Regions from separate parts of the Danio rerio genome. Here region 2 is linked to region 1. The links are chromatin contacts, called in public Hi-C maps. All regions are on one chromosome and are shown on one strand. The core of a region is the stretch at or near the end of the contact, and the rest is flanking DNA. Distances in the headings are between cores, read along the strand shown. Region 1 has its middle 39 kb from the start of ca8. Region 2 has its middle 46 kb from the start of cyp7a1.

Evidence for each region. A called contact is a pair of places that touch in the nucleus more often than the background predicts.
Region 2: a contact with region 1 is called in a Hi-C map of embryo, with 3 times the contacts expected there. The contact joins two enhancer-like sites. A contact is called at or near these places in 10 of 18 Hi-C or Micro-C datasets (caudal fin, embryo, fibroblasts and 2 more) and 1 of 4 datasets of contacts at active chromatin or transcription factors (caudal fin).

What each region holds. Positions count from the first base shown.
Region 1 is chr2:25,121,970-25,124,568 of GRCz12tu, forward strand. It overlaps a transcript of tox not described here. Among named protein-coding and RNA genes, the nearest start is that of ca8, 39 kb to the left of the region's middle. Within about 2 kb of position 1,277, at least 6 of the 62 cell types and tissues checked have an H3K27ac peak or open chromatin away from gene starts, as enhancers often do.
Region 2 is chr2:25,336,117-25,338,715 of GRCz12tu, forward strand. No RefSeq gene overlaps it. Among named protein-coding and RNA genes, the nearest start is that of cyp7a1, 46 kb to the right of the region's middle. Within about 2 kb of position 1,300, at least 5 of the 62 cell types and tissues checked have an H3K27ac peak or open chromatin away from gene starts, as enhancers often do.

The DNA.
Region 1 (2,599 bases), core at 27-2,526:
TTAAAGGATAGTTCACCCAAAAACAAAATGCTTTCCATTTATTCACCATCAGAAGTGGTGCTTCTAAGCTGAACACACACAAAATACACTTTGAAGAATGCTGGAAACTGTAGGTATGTTGGTTACTATTTTGTCAGCCATCGACATTTACAGTAGTGAACAAAGTACTATTAGTAAACAGTACTATTTTCCAACATTCTTCAAAATATCTCTCTTTTGTACATTCAACAGAAGAAGCTTAAACAGGTTTGGAACAAGTGGAGACTCATTAATGATGACTGAATTTTCTTTCCTCTTTTTGCATGAAGCATCCCTTTAATTGTGCTGGAACATTAAAACATTTCTCTGTAAAACTCAGCATTGTTCACATCAGACGTAATTGCAGTGGCTCTAATTGATTTGTTTCCATAGCAGAAGATTAGGTGCACCCAGATGTACCCTCGAGTACAGAGGTATCGCTTCCCCCTTTTGTTTTGCATTAATTCACAAGTTTATTGATGTCATTCCCGGAATGACCTTTTGCTATTACAGCTTTAATACAAAAGAGCTTAAAGCCCAAACAGATGGTTGCTTCATGGGCCGAGGGACAACTCAACGCCCTTGTAAACCGAGTGCAATTCCCATCCGCATTACTACTCATTTTAGCAACAAAAATATACTGTATGCCACGATGGAGACAGAGGGTCCCTTTACATTCCTTCAGCACAGATATCAAATCACTACTTTCTTTCTTTTTTTCCTCTCACATGTGAATAGAGAAGGACCATAGTTAAAAAAAAAATAAATGGAGAGAGAGAGAAATTCCTCGGATGGAGTAGTAAATCCCAAGGGTCCCCAATGCCCCGGGCTACTACACCTTCACAGACACTCAGATGGAGAAGTATTACAGAAAAAGAATTTAATGATAGGGTATTCTAATGAGAACGAGGACTACACGGAGAAATCACAATCATAGTACGCTCTATTTGTGGACACATCATTCTGTATATAGCAGAAAATAATTCATATGCGCTGCGGATCAGCATTTTACTGGAATGGGATTCTGAAAGGGACATAATAACAACAGATATAAATCAAACAACAAAATCTAATCCATTTCACCATGACCTTTGTGCCCAAAAGAGAGAATGTGTGCAGAGAAAGAGAGGGAGAGAGAGAGAGAGGAATGACTATTGTTCCATTAAGCTGCTCTAAAAATAACTACCATTTCTAACCAATGAGCTGTGGGTTGCTATAACGTCCATATCTTTATGCCAATGAGGGAGATATAAATGTGCAGTATGGAAGAAGAGAGGGGGATGGGGAGAAAGAGAGAGAGAGATATTGATCACTCACTGCCAAATGGAATTGAGTGTGCTTGACAACACAGGACTGGGGAGCACAAGAACATGGCCTTGTAATTCTGCCCACAGGCTCCGAAGAGAACAACATTGGGTTTAAGAGAATATTCAAATCATTTTTGCCGTTTGCTCTGCAATTAGATTGTGTGGGCAGTTTACACAGTTGTCAGAATCTAGCAGTGGCAAAACAAAAACAAAGCGCTGTTATGTTTTCACACAATGTTTTATGTTTGTAACAGTTGCGGGCTTCATCGGATATGTGTGCAAATGAGGCTGTTGAGAACATCAGTGAGCGTTTTTGGGCAGATGAGATATAAAAGAAAAGCTCCGCAGAGATTCATTATTAGTGCGTTTCACACTAGTGCTGAGATTCAGCTCTTGTAGTTTAATCAGAATTGACTTAGATTAACTTCTATTTTAGGTGCAGCACTTGCCGGCGTCTTCGTTTTTGTCACTACATTGGTGAAAATAACTCTAAATGATCTAAGTGGTTGGGTGATTTATTAAATGGTTCTAAAAGTGACTTGTTCAGTTCCTGAATTAGTGTCAATAAATATGTTTCTATGTAAATTAAATTTATGCGCAAAACTGGATTATTACATAAAAGATGTGCGAATAAAGCAGTGTTTCCATCCAACAAGTCAAAGGGAACAAAATTGTCACTTCTTGATTACCTTGCGCCAAATATCAACAGTAAAACCGGAATTTGCTGCAGTAGGGGAAGCTGTGGAAATCTTTTCTTTATTTAATAAATGACTTTCAACTCAGAAGATGCTACGCAATGAACACCTGGTGGCGTTTGAAGCCATGAGACGCAGAACACAGACGCTCTTTACAGTTCTGAAGGTCATTAATAATATAATAACACTACTGGTGAAATGATTAAGGTGTTTTAGAATGACCAAAACAACACTTCAGATGTTTTACAATGTGCTCAGCCTGCTGAATTGTCCATTTACACACATTTTTATCATCACATGATCTCTTATAACAGAATCTCATGACTTTTTTTAATGCTTATACTGGAATTTTTGAGGTAAAAGTGTTTCCATCGAAGTTTATACACATCTTTTGTTATCGAATAAAAAGTTTATCCTACTCAGTTATGCGCATGAGTTTTTTATGCACATTTAAAAAATTTATGCGCATCTTGCCGTTTCCATCAACATATTTATTCATAATTTTTTTTATATATCCAAAATGCGCATAAGCATCGGCTCAGTTGGCGTTTCTATGTGGAGTTTGCATGATCTCCCTGC
Region 2 (2,599 bases), core at 50-2,549, 210 kb after region 1:
CGAAACTGGCCACATCAATGAGGCTTTTGGAATGAAGAAATTAAAAAAAAATACAACTGAATGAGCAGGGAAGTTGCTTGATGAGAAAGGCACATCGCTATGCTCTAAACCCTTCAGATGGACCTCATAGGGATGAGCCAATATGAAGGTAACTGGGTAAATCAGTCTCTACTAGAATGCATGTTTCCTGCGGTCTTGTAATTGAGGAACAGCCAATGAATATATGCGTTGCATTTCAAACAGGACATATCGCCCTCCGAAAGCACTTCTATACATACAAACACTTGGTTTGAAATGACACTTCAATATGGCTGTCATTTTTGGCCATTTCTAAGCTGATTTTCAGCCATTTCCAGCCTGGTCTTAGCTGGTCAGGCTGGGAGATGACCAGCTAAAATCAGCTTGACCAGCCTAGACAGCCTGGAAGCCCAGCCCAAACCAGGCTGGTTTAGCTGGTTTTAGCTGGGCATTTTCCAGCCTGACCAGGCTGGAAACGGCTGGAAACCAGCCTGGAACTGGCCAAAACTCTTCTAAAACCAGGCTAATCGACCAGCTAAAACCAGCCAACCAGTTTAGGCTGGTTTAAGCTGTTGTTTTCCAGCAGGGATTTGAAAATTCAAAAGAAAAGAGTAAAGAAAATGAATGTTTGGTAGAATATAAAATGACAACATTTGTTATTCTGAACAACTGTCATTTTCTGTGACAGAAAGGATCTAAATGACAATATTTTCATCAGACATTTCTAGAATTTTCAAGTGATCTCCTAATTGTTCCATAACTGCATGGGGTTAAGAAAAGGTTTGGCTCATGTTATTTGCACTTAGTTATGCATAATTTGTTATTAATAAAGTAGTAAGTACTACAGTGAGTAGACAAAACAAGAACAATAAAGTAAAAGTTACTTCACACTTAAATACTAGCATGCTACATACTAAACTCGAGTAATGCAATAGCCTACTTGTCCTAGCAAAATTATCTAATCGCTGTTTTTTATTGTTGGCCATTAAATTGAATTGACTGAACGTAGAAGGTTAATTATTAAACCTTGAGAATCTGCAATCATCAATTGTTGCAAATCAAAAAACAACTGTACAGTTGTTACTGAATTGTCAAGGTAAAGCAATGCCTAATCTTCCTTTTGACCCTAACCACTAATTGAGCAATGTCCAGCATACAGACTTTTTATAGGGGTGTCACTAAAAGCTAAAGATAGATCTCAGTAATTGTCTGTATGTATTCAAGCTAGCTGGCTGTTTTTTGAAAAACTCGTTACATTCGTTGTAATGGAGTTCAGTTTTAGTGATGGCAAAATATTGCCATCTCGTGGCCAAACGCAGAACAACATCAGAGATTGGCGAGATTATAAAGAGTTCCACAGGTCTGTGTAACAAATAATACTCATATATGTTTTTCCACCGTCAAATGGAGATTCGTGGTCCAGGTAAAACAGTTTTGCTGACAGGAAAATGGTCGTTATGAGCGACAAAGTGATTTTGTGTTGTGACTAGGAAGGGCTAGCAGATGGAGCAATAGGTGACTAATGTAACCCTGCCTGATCCTTATCACTTCATCCAAAACAAAGAGAGAGAACAGCCGAAACAAGCCCTTTTCTGCATAGACAGCATACGAAACACTCCTACACACAAACTCATTTCATTTTAAATCACCATCAGTTCTCACCAAATGTATAATAGTTAGGCTTCTGTACTCGTGAAATGTATCCTGGACAACACAAAAATGTTGCTGTTGCCATAAACTGTTAAGGAGATTATGATCAATGTTGACTCGTGCTTCCCAGGCTCTTTGTGTAAATAAACATGTTAAAACAATAAGCCAAACCTGGCAAGCTTGCAGTGGGTGATTTAACCACTGTGTAATAAAAAGAAGGGGGTGTGAGCGGGGTTAAAATATGATTTTTTTTCTCTTAATAAGTCTGCAAGTGTTTGTTTAAAAATACAGCAAATAGTGTTATTGTGAAGTATTATTACAGTTTAAAAGTTTATTTAAATATATTTAATACAAATTAATTTAAGAAAAAGATACACAAGAAACAGTCACAGGTTTCCCCCAAGCTCTCAATTTCCAAAAACACAACAGTTCTCTCTTTATATGAAAATGTATAGTTTGGTAATGGTTACAAAACAAACAAATGCTCTTTTTTTTTTTTACAATATTTAGCTAAAATAATAAATGTTTAAATTAAAATCAAATTAAATTCACATTTTGGTCCCTTAAATTTCAATTTTGTGTCTGGGGAAACCCTAATAGCAGATAGATGATTTGAGTAATCTTTGTCATTTTTATCGTAAGACGTGCCAAAACCATGATTTCAACTAATTGTAGTGCTTTAGGGTAAAACCTAATTAAATTCATGAATGGCATATTAATGTTTGAAAGCAATGTTTGTAGAATTGCTTGGGATTTCAGGGAATTGGTAATAATAATAATAATAACAACAACAACAACAACAACAACAACAATAATAGCAAATAAAATATACCAACATAAAATGCAATCAATCAAACAGTATAAATACAATAATATGTATAATAAATATAAAATTACATCATTTCAATCATCTTCCCCTTGTTAAAACCAT